2 separate regions of the Mus musculus genome follow, and region 1 is linked to region 2. The links are chromatin contacts, called in public HiChIP or PLAC-seq maps. All regions are on one chromosome and are shown on one strand. Each heading gives the region's core, a stretch centred on a gene start, on an enhancer-like site or on the middle of the called end of the contact. The rest is flanking DNA. Distances are from core to core; before and after follow the strand shown.

Region 1 (2,700 bases), core at 181-2,680, 990 kb after region 2:
ACAGTATTTAAAATCTTTTGTTGGGGGTAATATTTGTATTAGATTTCTACAACATCCTTTATATAGTATATTAGTTAGGGTTCTCTAGAACAGTTCTCTCTCAACCTGTGGGTTGTGACCACTTTGGCAAGCCTCTATCTCCAGAAATATTTACATTATGATTCATAACAGTAGCAAAATTACAGCTATGAAGAATCAACAAAATTAATTTTATGGTTGGGGGTCATCACTACATGAGGAACTGTATTAAAGTGTCACAGCATTAGGAAGGTTGAGACGCGCTGCTCTAGAGGATCAGAACTGATAGGATGAATCTATCGTATATGTACAATTGACAGTGGGTTAGACTATGGGCCAGCTAGTCCAACAATGGCTGTCTACCAATGGAAAGTCTAAGAATTCAATAGTTCAGTCCATGATGTTTCAATTGTATATATTTCTTCAGTATTCTCTGGAATCCCAAAGAAGTAGGCTGTAAGGCCAGTGAAGAGTAGACTGGCCAGTGAGAGCCAGGGCAAGCAGGCAGAGAGCAAGGGCTTCCTCCTTCCATGTCCACTATATAGGCAGCCACCGAAGGTGTGGCCTAGATTTAGGGTGGATCTTCCTATTTTAATGATTTAATTAAGAGAAATCAGTCACAGGTGTACCTACCCAGCTGCTTGGGTTTTAGTTAATTCAAGTTGACAACCAAGAACAGCCCCAACAGTTTCCATCTTTAAAAATATGTACACAATTCTCCTCATATCTGACACAATTGCCAAAGCCTTTTTTTCTTCTCCTATCAGTGGAGCACAGGGCCAGGAGGTGCTGACGTAATCAGCAGGGATAGCTCTGACAGTGCTGGGTAACTCCTGCCCTGCCAAACCATCCTCAAGCCTGTCCATACAGACAGTCAGTTTGGACAGAAAGAAACCTGCTCTCAATTTCCTTATTTCTGTATTGCTGTTACAGATACATAATACCAAGTTAGAAAGATTCAGAGATGATACAGTGTCTCTGTTAGTAGCTGACCCCTGACCCCTGGCCTTCCACTTCTTACTCTCCAGCCTCCTGCCCCCTGCTTTCTGCTCACCACCCCTGCCACCTACCCCCACCCTCAACTTCCTCCTTATCCTTCTGCATCCTGCTTACAGTTCTCCTCCTGCCCAGGCCCCCACCTCTAGTCCCTGGCCCCTGCTTCCTACTCCCTGTCCCTTTTCCCTTGACTCCCGATCCCCCACCTCTTGTCCTCCACTTACTGCCTCCTTTTCCTGTCTCCTACCTCCTACCCCCTGTGCCTTAGCCTTCCCCGCCCCGCTCCTTATTCCCATCTCACCTCCCCAGTTTCTTTCTCTTGGTAAGTTAGGTCATAAGCTTTGGATAAGTGTCATGCTGTGACATCTGTGCTCCCACATGTAAGTCACTGGGTGTGGCTCTGTTGATAGATTAGCACCAGGACTCTGTGGCAGATGAAGCCCTGGGAGGTTGTTGCCCAACCATGCTGTCATTTCCTTTCATCTTAGCTGTGGTTTGGCTGCTGGGATTCTTTTCTGTTACATGCCAAGCCCTCATCAAAGCCTGTCTTCTTTCACTAGAAGCAACACAGTCCCATCGGGAGACTTGGGTTTGACCCACACTCAGCATCAGGCCCTTGTCTGATCACAGTGCCCAGGTATAGGTGTGTTCAGCTTCTAAGATGACAAGAGGCTGAGGTCTCTCCTGCTCTACTCAGAGCTGCAGAGCCTAGCTCTTCAGGAGGAATGAGAGCCAGGGAGAGGCAAGACTGACTCCACCCCTGGGTGCACTTGTTCCTCCTCTAGGTCCCCTGCTCTTCCCATCCATCTTATGCATGGTTAGATTTCATGCTGTTAGATTCCTCAGAAGTCTAGCCTGTCCTAGATGCTTATAGCAAATTCCTTTGTTGGGTTACTGTGGGTGTTCCACCCTCCTGTCACAAAGTGAAACCCGGCCACACCCTCTGTGAAGTCAATAGGATCTTCTATTCTGACCAGATTTTCTCAAAGCCGCATAAGCCATAAAAAGTTTGAACCACGTGCTTTTTATGCTCTTTTAGCATGCCTCTTATTGCCTTTGGGGTTTGTTTGTTTTCCCTAGTACTTCCCTAGCTTTACAGAGGTGTAAACGACATTCTAAGTGGTCACTCATGGTGACCTTCCCAGCCCTTAAAGCTATAGAGGCTTTTTTGTTTGTTTTTAAATTTGTGGGATCCACCTCAGCAGGTCACCAGAGAACAGTCAGGGGAAAGTGAGTTGGGCCTGATCTTGGGGAGGGAGCTATGGACATCTGATTCTGCAGGCCTGAGTGCAGGCCTTTGCACTGCTGTGGCTCCTCGGCCTGTCTCCCCTTACATTAAGTGTTTAGCTTATATTGGAAGGAGATCAGTAGCAAATGAGTATCCAAACACAGGTTGTTGGTTAGCTTAAGAGAGGAAAGAATAAAGATTCTGAAAAGGTCTTTTCACACAGATCCTACTGTAGATGGTATGGCAGTTGTCATTGGATGGCTGCATACAATGTATAGCGTATGCTTGATGTGTATAGAAAGATGCTTAATGCTTGGAAGAATGAGCATCAAGGGAGAACACTTCCCATTGGCCAATTATGAGGTTTTGTAAAGGGATCTGGGAAGATCACTTAGCAAAGGGCATGAAGACCAGAGTTTGCACTCCAGAACCCATGTGAAAATACTGGACACCACCCA
Region 2 (2,700 bases), core at 2-2,501:
TGTGTGTGTGTGTGTGTGTGTGTGTGTGTGTGTGTGTGTGTATGTGTGTGAATGAAAATTCCAGGCCAACATGGTTTCTTTAGGCATGTGCCTCTGCAGATACCAGAGCTGGTAACCATATGGATCTGTGTGAGGGGACAGGGAAATCCAGTTAAAAACAACTCCATAGCCAGTAGAAAGGTGTGCAAAACAACTGCCGATGGAAGCCACAGCTGGGCTGGAGAATGTTTCACTTCCCTCAGCTGTTCCTTACTTTCCTGCTACATAGTAATAAAAGACCACGCCATCCCTTCCCATAGTGAGAAGCAGGCTTTACAGACTCAGAGGCAGATAGATGTTAACACCTCACAGCCCATTGTCCTATTCTGATCTCCCCCGCAGGCCCAGGATCTCCAGGCATTCCAGAGCAACAGGTCCGTGGCCTTTACCGGATGCCTGGCTCCATATGATGTTTCTTTAGTCATTACAGGGGATGCGTGTGAATGGTCGCTCAGGTCTGAGTGCTTGGAAGACTGGAGTAGCTCATTTCTGGGCAGGCAACACCACCGGGCAATCAGGTCAGGGCTGGCTGTCCTGTCCTCACAGATTCTAGCTGGGTGGTGGGGGATAATGCCTTTAATCCCAGCACTTGGAGGCAGAGGAAGATAGGTCTCCAAGTTTGAAAAAAGAAAGAAAAGAAAAGAGAAGAAAAAGGAAGAAAAGAAGAGAAGAGAAGAAAAAGGAAGAAAAGAAGAGAAGAGAAGGAAAAAAGGAAAGAAAGAAAGAAAGAAAGAAAGAAAGAAAGAAAGAAAGAAAGAAAGAAAGAAAGAAAAAGTATGGCTTCTATAGCTCTTAAGGGGCCAGGGGAGAATCTAGTGTGGTCTAAGTCGGACCTGGAGTCAGACTGTGAACACAAGGACCTTGTGCTCTCTACAGTTTCTATATCCAGTTCCAAGCCAGGGTTGCATAATGAGACCCCATCTCAAAAAAAAAAAAAAAAGAAAAAAAAGAAAAAAGAAAAAAAAAAGGAGGAAAAGTGTGTGTGGAGGGGGCTGGCAGTTAATGCTAAGTCAAGGACTATTTCCTGTAACTAAAGATATCGAAGAAGGAAGGGGAAAAATGTGCTGACCTATGAACCCCAATTCCTGATAGGTCCTCAGACCCGGGCCAAACTGCTGTTCCTTTGCCAAAGGGAGAAAGATAATGAGAGGGGAGGTGGGGGAGGAGCGGGCGGGTGCCAGGGCCTCTCTGTACTTTCACCATTAGCCTTTGTGTGGCCCACATTCCTGAGTGGCCCTGGGGAGCAGGTGTGCCGGGGCCACTGGGCCTGTCCCTGCAGTCCCTCCCACAGAAGCGGAAGTTCTATTTCTGAGTTGAAACAGGAGGAGTTATTCTTTCCATTGATTACTGAGGCCACTCAGCCCTGGGAAAGCCCCAGATTTCAGGCTTGTGGTCTGTCCGGGGAAGTTGCTGTTTGAGGGCGTTTTTTATTTTAGAGGAAAAGTTTGGGCGCTTGGAGCGTTGTATTTTGAGGACTTTTATGTTGAGATGAATGGGTCCTGCGGTGTGTCCCCGACCTTCCATGAACCCGTGCAGCGCTCAGCAGACAGGAAGTTACACACTAGGCCCTCTGTGATCCACTGTGGCAACAGTGTATACAGTGTATGTAGTGTTTGCAGTACAGTGTGTGTGTGTGTGTGTGTGTGTATGGTGTATTGTGTGTGTGGTATGGTATGAAGTGTGTGTGTGTGTGTGATGCATGGAGTTTGGTGTGTTTATGGGTGTGTGTGGTGTATATTGTGTGTGTGGTATATGTTGTAGTATGTGTAGTTTCTTATTAAGAATCTGCAGTGTCCACACAGACAACGAAAGCAGTGCATTGAAGGCTCTGTGCTGCTGTCCAGGCTGCAAGGGTGGTCCATGGTTACTTCATCGGCTGGGCTGCTCTGCCTTGCCCGGCCATCCGGGGAAACCTTAGACAGTTCTTTGAAAACATTTAAAAAATGGAAAATCTTGGCCAGGTGGTGGTGGTGGTGCAAGCCTTTAATCCCAGCTCTCATGAGGCAAAGGCACCTTGGTCTACAGAGAGCTCCAGGGTAGCCAGAGCTACACAGAGAAACCCTGTCTCAAAAAACAAAAACAAGAACAAACAGACCAACCCACTCGAGTAGACGGTTCATGCTTCCATCAGCCGGCTTCAGTGATGATCAGACTTCTGGTGACCCAGCGGCCATTGAGGAACTGGTTCCAGAACTCCTTCCTGCAGGGTACCAGAGTCTATGGATACTTGAGTCCCTTCTGCAAAGTAGCATGATAGGTGCTTGATTCAGCCCTGGCTACTGGTACCCACAGGATGGAGGTGCCTGGGTATTTACCAAGTGAGTGCTGAGCCTCCCCTCCCCCTCCGTGCCCTTGATTTCCCCAGTCCTTCAGGCCACCCCAGGTAGAACAGCATCTGCTGTGGAACCACACTGGAGGTTTCTCTGTGTCCTCTGCCAGGCAGTGGCACAGGGGCAGCACAGGGGCATCCCCCATCATGTGACCCCGGCTGCTCAGGACACCTCCCACTTCCTGGTCTCCTCCTGTCATTCAAGATGACAAATTGCACCTGTTGCAAGATGTCACCAGGCTTAAAAGGATTGACACCATGGAGCTGGCCTCCCCCACCCCCTCCGCGGTGTCAGGAGGTGACAGCACTGACTGAGGGAAAAGGTCGCTTCG

What was found. HiChIP or PLAC-seq counts read pairs in DNA pulled down with a chosen protein or histone mark.
Region 1: a contact with region 2 is called in a FOXA1 HiChIP or PLAC-seq map of pancreatic cancer cells. The contact joins two enhancer-like sites. A contact is called at or near these places in 1 of 115 datasets of contacts at active chromatin or transcription factors (pancreatic cancer cells) and 1 of 9 other capture datasets (adipose tissue).

Annotation. Positions count from the first base shown.
Region 1 is chr6:114,658,666-114,661,365 of GRCm38.p6, forward strand. The region is part of intron 1 of Atg7 (autophagy related 7); the gene reads left to right. Among named protein-coding and RNA genes, the nearest start is that of Atg7, 17 kb to the left of the region's middle. Within about 2 kb of position 1,431, at least 144 of the 459 cell types and tissues checked have an H3K27ac peak or open chromatin away from gene starts, as enhancers often do. A contact at or near this core is called in adipose tissue and pancreatic cancer cells, where this site is marked.
Region 2 is chr6:113,667,455-113,670,154 of GRCm38.p6, forward strand. The region is part of intron 3 of Irak2 (interleukin-1 receptor-associated kinase 2); the gene reads left to right. Among named protein-coding and RNA genes, the nearest start is that of Tatdn2, 28 kb to the right of the region's middle. Within about 2 kb of position 1,252, at least 232 of the 459 cell types and tissues checked have an H3K27ac peak or open chromatin away from gene starts, as enhancers often do. A contact at or near this core is called in adipose tissue and pancreatic cancer cells, where this site is marked.